Regions from separate parts of the Sminthopsis crassicaudata genome. Here region 1 is linked to region 2. The links are chromatin contacts, called in public Hi-C maps. All regions are on one chromosome and are shown on one strand. Each heading gives the region's core, a stretch centred on a gene start, on an enhancer-like site or on the middle of the called end of the contact. The rest is flanking DNA. Distances are from core to core; before and after follow the strand shown.

Region 1 (7,187 bases), core at 1,739-4,238, 380 kb after region 2:
TTGCTTGGGTAATTTAGTGCATTTCAGAATTCACTGCTGTGATCCTCTCTCCACTGGTTCATACTGAAACTCACTCATGCTAGCCATCACTATTTTCCAATATTTTCCCTTCTGTTTCTTCCCTAATCCTTCAATCTAATCTAGATAGAGGGCTGTTAGAAAATACCTTAATTAGCTCTGCTAAGCACAGAATTTACTATATTGCTGATTTACTATATTGCTTGAAAATTAGGGCACAAAGTTACCATGTCATTTTTTGATAGCTACCCTGCTGAGGCAGAATATTGAAGTGCTCTCTTCATTAAATCTTCTCCAAATTCAATGGCAGTTCCATCTTCTATGGTGATCTTTGCAGTTTTAAAGGGGAAAGTGTTGGGATTTGGAGCTCCTCCAGCCAAGGAAATGAGTGAAGGTGGTGATTTCTGCATCAGTTCAGCTAGGGGAAACATGGAGAGGAGAAAATGACCAAAAAAAAAAAAAAAAGCTTTCATTACAGGTTATCAGTCTTTGTCATGGAAAATACAAAACATGTTACAGACTGAGAAATTGTCTTTTTCCTTTTTCAAGATATAGAAGAAAGAAAGAACTCTCAGTTTCATTGGAAAGAGTGATCTTTTCAACAAAGGTGACTGAGATCCCTCTACCCTTTGGTAATAGAACGGTAGACTTACCTGGGTTTGAATTTACCAATAACATTATGACTATGGGCAAATCATTTCTCCCTTCACATTTAAATGACTTATTTCCTCATCTATACTTGGAGTAGTTTAGTTTCCTCATTGACAACTCTAGTTCTTACTCCATGGGGCTGTTGTGAGGATAAAATGAGATTGCAGTTAGTCAAAAGCTAAATAATTCAGCTACTATTAGGTGGTCTTTACCTGATACTTTTAATTTACAAATGAAATAAATTAATCTGAAAACTTCCTACTGATTACACTTTGAATAATCTCCATTAACTCAAACACCACTGCTTACAGGAGATCTTTCTTGATCTCTCTCTCTGTCTTGAAATTGTTTTGTATTGTCCTTTATTTACTTTTTAATTTATAAACTGATACGTATATATGTATTTATAAATTATATTGTTTTATTTATTTACTGTGTATACAGGATGAAAGATCTAGAGCTGAAAGGGTTATTAAAAGTCATTTGATTCAAATAACTCATTTTCCAGACAAGGCAAATGAGGTCCACAAAAATTAAGTAATTTCCCCAATGCGACATTGGCAGATTCAGTTTTCTTGAGGGAAGCAGTTTTCATTTCGGTTTTTATATAAATCCAATGCCTAGAATAGTTTCTCATAGCATTTGCTTCATAAGTGTCCAATTGAATAAAATCTTTTTTTTTTTTTAACAGTTTTGATAAAAGTCTTAACCACTTGACCCAATTTATGTTTTCCCCACGCACCTTTTAAAGATGTGGGAATAAGTGAGTGACCTGGCAGTGATGAGGAAGAGAAATGAAAGCCTAGAACAATCAATTCATGATCCAGAAAACTAAATAAGACTTGTATGAACTTGTCCATTTGTGAGAAACAACAGTAAAAAGCACCGATAATAACAAAGAGACCGTACTCACTCAGGAGTCTTATGGGAGAAGGTTTCCTTGCGGCGCTCACCGCTGTGAGGAATCGCGCGTAATTCATGTTTTTAAGGGTGATCAGAGAAGCATTCACGGCTAGAAAAACAAAACAGCGAACCTCCCAGGATACTTTATTCTGCACGCGGCTGTCTGTGCTTTGGTGAAACCGCAACCGATAATGAATACTTTTATAGTATTTTTATAACCTCTGTCTTAGGTCGAGCAGTAGATGACCTAACTCCTACATACAGAGGAAGGAGATAACACATAATCTCTCAGAGGAAGACGATGACACAGAAATCATTAATTAAAATTATCTTGTGAATCATTATCAAGTTACTAAGTATCAAAATTATTTATTAAATTTTGATAGTAACAGCCCGCATTTGTGAGGCTTGCAAAGCAATTGACATAGGCTATCTGGTTTGTTTCTCATAAACAAATGGAGGTGCTATTTTGAAATAAAAAAACGGAAGCAAATACGGGGTAAAGTGATTTTCCCAGTGTCACAATACATATACACACATACACATATGAGCCGAACTTTTTAAAGTCTGAATGTGAACGTGATTATTCAGGTCGTGGCAAGGGCTGGGGGCTGTAATCAATTAGGGGAGGTGAGTTTCCATCCTGGCTCTTATTCAGTCCCTTGTGGGACTCCTGAGGTCCTCTGAGCTTTCCCCAAATGTAAAACACGTCTTAGTGGCTGCCATACAAAGTTGACCCACAGACCTGCTCCTACAGTCGGCGTCAATTCCCGACAAGTATTTATTAGGCTCCTACTAAGAACTAAGGCAAAGGCCGGGCTCCTGCCCTGCAGGGCTCTCAGTCCAAAGATAACCCGGAGCCTGGGCTGAGGGGGGAGAGAAGGAGGGTGGAAGAGCCAACCTTAGCACCGCCCCCGTCACGCCTCTCGGAGCTCCAACTCCCCCTCCCCGCCCCCCTATCTGGCCAATAGTGTGCCGCTCTGGGTTCCCCACCTCCTTACGTAGCCACGTGCTAGAGGAATATGGCGTCCCCCTGTCTGAGGAGGGGGAGGGGAGGAGGAGAGAGAAGGGGACCGGAGAGAGAAGGGGAGAAGAGAGAGGGTTCGAGGGAGGAAGGAAGGGGGAAGTATCTACGTTCACTCCGTTAAATAGCTTCCTCACCCAGGTCAGCACACCTGGGCAGGGGACCCCTCTTGCGCGAAGGGAGAGCGCGCGAACTGCTCGCCCCAATCTAATATGAATGTAAAACAAAAAATTAAAAGGAACTTTTACCTGTACCCGGGAGTACGCGTCCAGCAGTGGTCTTCCCCTGCGGAAGAAAGAGCTCGCGTGGGAGACGGCGGTCCGCTCCAGGCGGACCAAAGTGTCGGCTCCCGGAGGCGGGGAAAGGCCTTGGTGGCTGGCGCGCGGCGGACGCTCTGCGGTCCTTCACTGCCATCTGCCGGCTGTGGGGGGAAAGACACTCCCTGTGTTACATTCGTGTTGCATAAGTTGTTCAGTCATTCTCCAATCAATAGACATCCCTTTGTTTCTATTTTTTTTTTTTTTTTTTTTGGCTGCTAAAAGAAAATGCTGTTATTAATATTTTGGTGCATGTAGGGGCTTTCTATATTTGCCCTCTTTTCAATAAATTCATAGCAGTGGGATTTTGGGCTGTCATTTTCTTATCATTCTAAATTGCTTTCCAGAGTGATTCCTTCACAGTTCCTATATAGTGCCTGTATTTCCATAACTCACAACCCATGGTCCTTATTTGCCCAATCAAATAGCCTTTCTTCAGTACTTCTTTTTCTTAAACTCTTGGCAACATTTCACACTGACTTTTCTCTCCTCTCCGTAACTTTCTCCCCTCTTGTTCCTACCTATCTGGTTCTTCCAACTCGGCATCCTGTGCTGGATCATCTTCTATGTCCAAAAGAATGTAAGTTCACTGAAGGCTGTTTCATTTTTGCCTATCTCCTTGCAATCTACTGAACCGTGAGTGATCCCCAGAAGCTCAACTCTATTCACTGTCCTGATGGGAACTGAGCATGCTCAGTCTTTCTGAAAAATCATTTCTGATCAAATCATCCCCGAACTCCTGGAAGTCAATCCAACATCTAGAGTAGGGAACCTTTCTCCCTCTTCAGCCTGACATTATGATGGGGGTTGAGGTCCCTTTAAGAAACCCCCTCCCCCATGGCTGACCTTTGATGTACAAATCCTGGTCAGTGGACTTTCCCCATCCCCCACAAGATCTGAGCTAACTTGGGTTTTCCCATCCCCCACACTTTAAGCCCATTGATTTAATGCCAGGAGCCTGGGACTCCACCCACCTTCAAGATAAAAGGGGCTGCTTTGGAGTCCACTTTTGCAGAAGTCCTAAGCATGGCATCCTTATGTCCGTCATATGAAGGGTTTCTGCCCAACGGACCTATTCCAATGCCCTTTTATCTCCACCCTCAACTTTACTAAGTAAACCTTACTTCCAAATCCCTACAATAAACCTTTTTATCAAGATAGGTTTTCGGGCCTGTAAATTCCTTTTACAGGGGACTCTGCCCCATCAGGTGACTATCTTTGCACCCACCCAAGAGGGGTTCCCCTTCCCTAACTCTCATCAATTATAATCTCATTCAAACACATAGAAAGGATCTCCTCCCTTCCCTTTCCTTCTCTCCTCTTCTCTCCTCCCTCCCTTCTTCTTTCTTCTTCTCTCATTTCTTTTCCCTTCACCTTTTTCTTCTGTAATAGTGAGCCACTGGAATTTATTGAGTAGGGTGGATGACATGGTCAGAACTGCACTTTAGGAAAATCACCTTGGCAGCCTAGTGGAAGATGGATTGAAGTAGAGACCAATAGATAGGAAGGAGGGAAAGAATTAAGCATTTAAAAACATCAATTCATTTGATTCTCACAACAACTTTAAGGGAGAGGTGCTATTATGGATGAGAAATTAGGTTAGTTGATCACAGCTAGTAAGCATTGGAGGCCAAATTTGTCTTGACACCAAATTTCAGGACCAAAGTGTTATCTACTGTATCACTAGGTGTCTGTATATAGGCAGGATTAGAGGTGATGAAGACTGATAAAGGGTGTTATTTGTATGACTGGCAAGAAAGGGACATGTAGTAGAGTTGTTCTGAAAGTAGAAATGACAATATTTGTCAACAGATTAGACATGCAGGATGAATGAGGAATCAAGAATAATCTGGAGGCTGTGTGATTGACTGACTAGAATGTTGATGCCCTTCTTGGTAATTGAAAAAATTGGTAAGATGCAGTGCTGTGTTAGTAAATGTTTAGCAATTGACTGAAAAAATATGCACAGAGGAAACACTTTTGAGTTTAGCCAGCATTATTAATATTTTTCCATGCATTTGCAGATTTCCCAGGAATAAATGTTCTCACACTGAAAATTTAACTATTGGCTTTGGCTCCAGTACAATCAGCAAAAGAGAAGGTTTTTTTGTTTTTGTTTTTGTTCTTTGGAGAGGGAGGGAGAGAATAAGATTGGGACTTTTTTCTTAGTTTTGCATGTATGAAAGGATAAAAAATCATTTGTGTCTGTATCTAGTGTCATCAGGATGCCCAAGGAAACAAAAGATCATATCTGAGAGGATGGAAGAAGTAGTAGTGGAGGAGTACCATTCCAAATGCAGAAAGGTGGGAAGATGGCAGAATAGGTCAGAAAAGTTCAAGCTCTAAAATTTTCCCTACAATAAGATAAAATTGTGCTTCAGGGCAAACATAGATGGCTGAAAATCAAATAAGATTTGGGGCAGGAAGGAGTCCTCCTAGGACAACTTGAGAAGACTGGGGAGTGAGGTGAAAACACAGCCAGATTAGCTTAGAAGAAACACATTAGAGAGCCCTGAGGCTAACTGTGGTCAGAAGGATCCTCAGCCTGAACCACTAGAACTTCCCCCCTCAGATATTGAATTGAGTGGGAGGAGGTCTGAGTCCAGGAAGACTGAAGGAACCTCTACTGATTAAGAATATCTTGCCCATCTGTGTTGGTGAGACCTGTCCCTGGGTGAGAAGGAACCAGCATACCTGGTAAATGCAGAAGTGGTGGGGACAGGGATGCTGCTGGCACTTGCAGGAAGGGGGGAAACTTTTAGTTTAGGGTTTCAAGTCATAGGGGGGAGCTGAAGTGAAGCTAGAGGCACCATTCTCCCTCTTTCTGCCTCAAATCAGAAGTGCTTACACTAATATTTGTCATTAAAAAAATGAATAGGCAAAGATGAAAGAACCCAAAGATGGAAACTTACTATGGGAATAGTGAAGAGCAGGGTTCATCTTTAGAGGAGGACAGTGAAGTAAAAGAAGCTTTGCCTACCCCAAGGAGTGATGTTAAATTTCTACTTTACCAGAAAACATTTATTGAAGAACTCAAAAAAGACTTCAAAGATCAAAAGAGATTGATGAAAAACTAAAAAAAAAAAAAAAGACCAACAAGAAAATTATGAAAAAGAGTTAATCAACTAGAAAAGGAGATACAATCTTAAAGAGAAAAATAATTCTTTGAAAATTAGAATTGGGCAAGAGAAAGCCAGTGAAGTTATAAGAAACAAAAAAAATAACAAAACAATATAAAGAATGAAAAAAAATAGAACAGAATGTAAAACACAACAAAAACAAGAGATATGGAGAAAAGATCAAGAAGAGAAAAATATAAGAATAATTGAATTACCTGAAACTTGTAAGCCAAAAAAAGCCAAAAAACCCCCAAACCTTTGACACAATAATGAAAGAAATAATCAAAGAAAGTTGTCCCAGAGAAGTAGAACAGGAGGAGAAAGTAGAAATAGAATTTTTTTTAATCAATCATTACTTCAAAGATACAGAAAATTACATAAAAACATCTTCCACTCATTCAAATGATTTTAAAGAATGAGGAAACTCTTCAGAAGTCATCTCCCTCATCTCATTTTGTGTTTATTGATTTATTCTATTTTAAAATATTACCCCTTCAGAGAAGGATCTCAATCTCATGTTATCAGTCAAGATACATATCTAAATGAGCTTTGTATTAAAAGTATTCCTCTTGAGAAGGGCAGCAATGTTGGATCTAGCTTGTGACCAGATCTAGCATATGTATATTAGATACTTTGCAATGAACTTTATTTAGAATGGTCATAGGAGATGATGACGAGATCTATGATTTGGCTGGTATGTAAGGAACTTCAGAGTGAGAAAACTCCTTTTTACCAATGTAAATTGACTCTTCTCTGCAAAGTTACATTCTTAGATATGGCAATAACAGATGAAGTGATTTGCCCAGAGTCACATGTTCAGCATGTGTCAGAGAGAGAACTTTTTGGCTCCAAGATCCAGTATGCTGCAAATCTTTCTGGTTATGTTTTTCCCAAAAATTTTCTGGGAGGGAATGCATGAAGCCATGTGGAAGCATACTAAAACAACCACTACCACCACCTTAGTTGTAAAACTGAAAATATTATAAAAAAATTAAAAAAAAATCTCTTTGTACTTCCCCATTTGAAAGTGGTATAGGTCAGGGAAAAGGACAAAGGATCTTTTCATTAAGTGAATGTATTGTGGGATAATGAACTTAATAAAAAACTAGATAAGAACATTACCTTTTTCTATTCTCAGAAGAGACCACTAACTGG
Region 2 (7,394 bases), core at 3,717-6,216:
TCTATCAGGAGAAACAACGGGCATATTTATAAAACAAGTACAAAACATCTGTAATACAGAGACACATTAGTGGCTGGGGGCGAGGGGGAGGGGAGTTGTATATCAGGAAAGCACTCATGTAAAGGTGAGGCTTGACCTGAGCTTTGAAGGAGACTAGGGCTGTGGAGGTGAGAAACAATTCTCCAGAACAGGTGTTCCCTTGCAGAAAAAGGACAGAGAAGAGGTGACGCTGCATCTAAGAAACTCAAGCAGACTTGTTTCACCGACATCAGAAGTACTAGGACTATTACGTAAAAAGCCGGAAAGATGAGCTTAAACTAAAGTGGGAAGGGATTTAATTCCAAATTCTATTTTATCCTGGGGACAATGATATGTTACAGGTGCTTTTGAAGGGAGGAGTAACAAGGCCAGATCGGTGCTTCCGGAAAACTTCTGATAGCCAAGAGAAGTGTCACTAGAGACACAGAAAACAAACTAATAAATGTTTACTTAGTGAATGAATTTCTATCCCTCCCTCAATTGTTCTGGAAAACTGAATGAGGATTCAGATAAAAACCACAGATTCATATATTTAAGGCTGGAAGGACTCCATCTAATCCATTCTTTTCATATTACTAAGGAGTCAATTGAGGTTCACAAAGTTAAGTGGCTTAAATGAGAATATAACGCTATGTGACTGACCATTTGCAGTTATTATCTCACGTGATCCTGGTCTATTATCCCCATTTTACAGATCAGAAAACTGAAGAAAGGAGATTAAAATTTTAAAAAGAAGCTTGTCCACACTGGCAAGAAGTGCCTGAGACAAGCCTGCGATTTCTAAGGCCTTCCTTCCCGGTTTCAAGTTTCCATCTCTTCGCACCACCTAGTGGCCACTGAAAACAAATCCCTCATTTTAGAGGGGGCCGAGTGTTAGAGACTCACTCCGGGCCACGCCGCCAGGAAGTGATAACGACCACAACGAACATTTACACAGCTCTCCCTCGGGGTTGGTGCTTTATAACGATCTCATCCACACGTCCCATCCGGAGAAATAGAGGAGCTATTGCTCCCATTTCACAGAAGAGAAAGTTGAGTCAGAGGTTAAGTGATATACCCAGGGTCACAAGGCTGGGGTCTAAAGTGGGATTTGACTAAGAGAAGCAACTGATATTTCTATGGGGCTGAATGCTTTATACTTGTATCTCATTTGATGCTCGCTACAATCCTAAGTGTTTACAATAGAGGAAACCCGTGCAAAGTGCGGTAAACTGACTAGGCGGGCGTCACGCATCCGGGAAGCAGCCGAGGCTGCATTTGAACTTAGCCGCGCTCCGTGCCCGCAATGACCCGTAGCGGGCAGTCATCGAATTCCAGAGCCCGAAGGGGCCTCCGGGAGCTTTCGCCAACAAGGTATCCTCGGAGATCAAGGGAGGGAGGTGGCCCCGTGACGCTGGGCCCAGGGAAGGAGATAGGCCCAAGCCCGTCCCCCTACCGCCAGCCAGGGGTCGGGCCGCTCAGCGGGCCTCGCTTGGGATGGGGAGGTGAAGGAGGGCTGTCGGGAGAGCTACGGGGTTCCAGCGCGCGATCGGCCCCGCGGTCTCACGCAGGGATCAGTCCTTAAAAGCCGCCGTCGGAGCCCCCGAGCTCCTCTCGGGCTCCACTTTTCCCGGCGCCTACCTGCGACCCGGCCCCATCTCGGGACTTGCGCTTCCTGCGGCCTCTCATCCTGCCACTTGCCTAGGGAAGCGGCGGCCCCACAGGCGCCTTGCAACCGCCTCCACTCCGAGTGCCAAGCCAACTGCTTCCGAGGTCAATAGCCTTACCGTCCAACCAATCGGAAGCCGGCCTTATCGACTCTTTTTCTACAAAACCCCTTCCAATTGCCAATATAAGGAGGAGGCCCCGCCCACTCAACGGTTTCCATGGTGTTAACGGAAGCGCCTGCACCTATCAGGTCACTAAGAGAGCGACGTTAGCCACGCCCCCAAATGTGCTTTAGTCCCGCCTACTCACGTGAGTTTCGAGCCCGGGAAGAAAGGCCCCGCCCATTCCAGAGTTCTATAGAAGGTAAACGGACTTAGGGCCAGTGGCCTAGATTCAGTAACTCAATAAATAAACATGTGTATAGCACCCATAAACATATACATACATATACAAACACATAGAAATATACACACACAAAATGTATATATATGATAAATCTATATAAAATTTATATAGATTTACACAAATATACATATAGTAAATACTTATGACAAATTTGCTTTTGATAAAACAGATTCTTACGTTAACTGTATTATTTAAAAAAAAAAAAATTCTGCATCTGAGTCCATCCATCACTTCTCCACCGGGAGAAATCAGATTACTTTATCAAGAGTTCTTAAAGCTTCAAAGTTGTTCTGCTTTATATTGATGTCGTTACCATATACATTGTTTTCTTCTATCTGTCCACTTGACTCCAGTAGTTTAAAAGTCTTCCTATCTAGTCATGAAACCATCCCTTTGCTCATTTTTATGGAACCATAATAGTCATTCTATTCCCATACTATAATTTGTTCAGCCATCACCCCAATTAATCTAAGAAAAATAATATAGATATACATTTATATTAAGATTGACAAGGAACTTGACAAATATCTCCTTTTACTCTCCCAGTTATCCTGAAAGGTAGATGTTATTAACTTCATTTTACAGATAAGGAAACTGAAGTAGAGATAAGAGGCCTTGTCCGAAGTCTGAATCTAGATTTGAACTCAAATCTTCTGACAACTCACCCAAGATTCTAGCTGCTTTGTCTCCTAGCGGCCTCATTGTTTTACTACCAAAGCTAAATAAAAAATGAAGTTTCTAATTATTTGTAGGCAAGGTCATGGAAGGGAGAGGAGATACAAATACCTGCAAAATAGTCTAAAGCAGGGATTCTCAAACTGCAGGCCACTGAAGATGTTTATGCGGCCTGCTGGGTTATGGCAAATGGGCTGAGGGACGAAGAGTGTGAGCTTTTGGTTTTACTATAGTCTAGCCCTCCCACAGTCTGAGGGACAGTGAACTGGCCCCTATTTAAAAAGTTTGAGGACCGCTGGTAAAGTAATGGTTATTATTCTTATTATTCTAGATTTGTAATTCATTAAAAGATGAGAAATGCCCAGTGTGGAAACTCCCTGTACTGATGCAGATGGGCAAACCATCTGCAATTCATAGTCTTAGAGGGCTGTCTGGGGCTACTGAGAATTGCGGTACCTTTACTTGGGCATTACCATGCAATTAGCATATGTGGGAGGGGGGATGTCACTCCTGGTCCGGCCTCTACTTGTGTATGCATCTTGTCTATACTGCAATATTATTTTGAATGACAAATACTATCTTTATAAAGTGCCTTAAGGTTTGTAAGATATTTTACACACATTATCTCATTTGGTTGTCACAACAATCACTCCAGTCATTTTGTTGATGAAGAAACTAGGGCACTGGCAAAACTTGTAGAGCATTTGCTTCTCCAGGTTTTACAGATGAGGAAACTGAGGCAAATCAGATTAAGTGACTTGCTTCAGCTGTTATAAAAAGAAGGAACAGTCTCCAGATTTGGCAGCATGGTACTCTGGTTTCTGACGAGGAATATGAAAGACCGTATTACAATCCAGAATTCCAGGCTGAATCAGGAAGACTCATCTTGATTTCACATCTGATCTCAGACGCTCCCTAGCTGTGAGCCTTAAGCCCCGAGGAATTCCCCCCAGAGTATGAAAAAGCAGTCTAATCTGTCCCATTCGGGGATGATTGCTTTCCCCTGGGGGCTAAACTTGGCCCAACCACCTATTTAGGTTCAGAGCAGAGGGACTCTTGAAGGAGTAATGGGTGTAGGGCGCCAGCTTTTTGGGTCCAGAAATAGGTATTTAGATTTTAGAATAGAAACAAACATTTCTAAGGATATAAAGTAGAAGTGGAAAGATTAAGTACCATTCTGAATCACAAAATGGAGGATGTCCAAAACAGGTTCCCCTGGATATTTCTAAAGGCGGTTCAAGCTAGATCCTTTGCACCACTATAGACTCATCAAGCATCTAACATAGGTTTATAGATTTAACGTTGAAGGTCTTTGGATCCTATTACTTCAATTAATAAATGATGAGTTGGAGGATCTATTGAAATCAGGCGACTTGGTTATCTAGTCCTGAAGAGCAATTTCTGAGAAACCCAAAGGCTACCCAGCCTGGGGAGCTGCCTGAGAAAGCCTAAGAATACTCGCCTGGGGAGTACCACAAAGGGTGCTGGCTGTTCGGGACAATCAGCTGGTCAATAAATTGTAGAACTCCGGGGTGGGACCTACCCCAACCCCACCCCTACCTGTCCTCAATTGCACCTCTAAGCCACACTATAAGCAAATCGACCTTATCTTTGTTTCCCTTTCCAATATAATTATCTCCATTCTGACTCTTTGCTAAATTCCCTTGGAATTAGCCCACTGGTAGCAGCGTAATAAATCTTTGCCTCATTAACTGAGACAGAGTGTGAATTCTTCCGCCAAAACTGGGACAGGGACCAAGGGATCCTGACATCGTTGGGGTGCCTTCTGCATCAACAGTACCATTTAAGTGGCAGAGCTAGGACATGAACTTAAGACTGCAGGAGAAAAGTTTCTGCATTTGTCATCAGCAGACCCATGTTTATAGCTATGCTCTACCAATTTACTATCTACTTGATGTTGGGCACTCAGGCTTTTTTTTTGAAAAAATACATTTGCTTTTATATCATTTCTAAATACAAAATTCATTTCTTCCCTACCAGTGAACCTTCCCTTACAACAAATTTTAGAATAAAAGACACAAAAAAAGTTCAGCAAAACCAGTATATTGGCCATGTCCGAGAGCATATGCAGTATTACACTTCTGTAATCCCTCACCAATTCAACAAAAAGGAGGTATATTATCTCACCATTTCTCTAGGTCTAGGGAAACTCGGCCTGTTCACTTTAATTAGTTTCTCAGTTTCATTGCATTGCTCTGTTTATATTGTTGTAATCATTATTTCTTCCTGATATCTATTAGCACCAGTGCACCAATGGTTAGTACCCCCCCTTCTCTAAACTACTACCACCTGAGTCATTGTGCAACATGAGCCACCTGGTCCCGCCGAGGCACAAGGCACACTTTGCTTTTGAGGCCTGCACCCCAATTTCCCATCCTCTAGGGGAGTCTCTCTTCCTGCTAAATCTCTGTGAGATTGTCATGTTCTTTTATGTATCCCGACTTACATAATTGCCAGTTGCCATGGTATCCTGTGCAAACTGAAACTCTCTTGTTCTGCTATGATTTTGTCAGTAAAACCGGGCCTGCCACAGAATCGATTTATTAGGAGCAGGATGCTAATGGTAGGTTTACTGAATACTTTCCTTTCCTGGCAGGGCCCTGAGCTGCTGGGGTGACTAAGATTCACAGCAGGGAGCCTTTCTTGATTATGACAAATGAATTGCCTGACTCCCACTTAAGCACAAATTGAAGTGGGTGTTTAAAAGGAAGGATGTCAGTTAAAGCTTCAGTTGGAGCAAGGACTAGTCCTACTTGTTAGTGGAGTGCCTCGTTTTGCATAATAATCACAGAATAAACAGAAACTTGATTTGATGTGTAGCATTAGAAAAGCAACTTTGGTCCTTGGAGAAAGAAGAAGAAAAAGCACCTTCTTTGTCTTGGTTTAGACTTGGGGAAGGTGTGAAGCTGGCAGATAAGGTCATTGCTTAGGTTGGTTTTGTTACATAATACTTTCTATGTGACAAGAGAGGGATTACAGAAGTGGAGTTAGGTGGGTTGGAGAGGAGGCTGTGATACTTTAAATAAAAGTCAATAAAACATCTATAAAACACTTAGTTTTATAGTCAAATGCAGCATTATGAGGTCGGTAGAACTTGCTTGCCTTCAGCACCTCCGGGTCTTATTTTGCAACTCTCTCCATCACTGTCTCCCCCAAAAGCCTGGATTCTCTCCCAGGGCATTCTCCCACTCCACTGTAAAAGTTAATGGAGACTTGCCATTTTGGGGTGTTACCTCCAGCCCTTTCTTGAAAACTTAGGTGTTACTGTATTGCCGGAGAAACTGAGGCAAGATAGAGATTAGAGAGTTTTTAATATTTTATTTGAAAGGGAGAGATTGTGCTGGGGGCATGTTACCCCCAGGGCTGATGTCTCAAATCATCCAACATCCACTGTGAGTTCTCAAAGACATATACATGACTCTAAGCTCGGGTAGCTAGACAGAGGTGGGGGTAGAGCCCAAATTCTGATGATCAGGAATCTCCAGGCAGGGACCATCAATCCGGTTCTGACAGCTTGGGGGTAGGACCATAAGTTCTTACTAATTGGGAGGACTGAGGAGGTGTCCAACTAGAGGAAGTCTAGGATTTAGAGAAAGAAGAGGATACCAATTAGGTATGAGATAGGCTATCTGGAGTTTTATCTTTTGGAATGCCAGTGGCCAGACCTCCAAGCCTTAATTATCTCAGTCCTAATGATCACGAGGGGGAGATGTTGCAACCAGGGGGTTTGAGACAGAACAATAAAAGGAACTGAGGCAGAACAGTTAAGGGAAACTGAGGCAGGACCATAAAAGGGAACTGTGGCACATTACCTGCCCTAATCTTTAAGGACCTTTTCTAAGTCAGGTGACACTTAACTTAGGATCATGGAATTCAAAATTGCAAGGGACATTAGAAAGCATCTACAATAGCTTTGCAGATGAGGAAACTGACCCTGAGAGGGAAGTCATGACCTAAGAGCACAAAGGTATTGTGAGGCTAAAATAAATAGAAAGGAGAACCCAGCTCTTTTAACTCCAAATCCAGCATTCTTATTTAATAATTCATCTATACTAAGAATTAACAATATTAATCTATACTAAGAATAGGAAGCTAGGGGGTCCTGTGGATATAACACGGAGCCTGAAAAATAGAACTTACCTTCCTGAGTTCAAATCTGACACTAACTAGCTAGGCGGTGTTGAATTCTCGAAATGTTAAGTAACTTTTCCAAAATAATGCAATTAAAATTATGTGATGATCAACTATGAAAAACTTGATGGTTCTCAGCAGTTCAGTGATCTAAGGCAATCCCATAAACTTTGGATAGAAAACACTATCTACAACCAGAAAGACAACTATGGAAATTAAATGTAAGTCAATATATGCCATGTTGATTTTTTTTCTGTTTTTTTCTCTCATGGTTTTTCTTTTTTGTTCTGATTTTTCTCTCCCAACATGATTCATAAAGAAATGTGCACTTAAAAGTTAATATTCATGTATAACCAGAAAAAATAAAACAATAATTAAAATTTTTTAAAAGCCAAAATAATTCAATTAGTAAGTGACAGAGCCAGAATTTTAATTTAGATCCTTTGACTCCAAATTCAGCACTCTTACTAATCTTG

Evidence for each region. Hi-C and Micro-C count contacts between places; a contact is called where the count stands out from the background.
Region 1: a Hi-C map of hippocampus shows a contact between it and region 2, with 3 times the contacts expected there. The contact joins the promoter of AADAT here to the promoter of HPF1 in region 2. A contact is called at or near these places in 2 of 2 Hi-C or Micro-C datasets (fibroblasts and hippocampus).

Annotation. Positions count from the first base shown.
Region 1 is chr6:85,741,154-85,748,340 of ASM4859323v1, forward strand. AADAT (aminoadipate aminotransferase) reads right to left here and starts at 2,989. Exons shown (of 14, transcript XM_074276556.1): 1 at 2,845-2,989; 2 at 1,583-1,681; 3 at 268-436. The coding sequence starts at 1,649.
Region 2 is chr6:85,357,351-85,364,744 of ASM4859323v1, forward strand. It overlaps HPF1 (histone PARylation factor 1), which reads right to left and starts at 4,967. Exons shown (of 8, transcript XM_074276496.1): 1 at 4,915-4,967. The coding sequence starts at 4,917. LOC141547848 (a long non-coding RNA gene) reads left to right here and starts at 1,355. Exons shown (of 2, transcript XR_012483645.1): 1 at 1,355-2,049.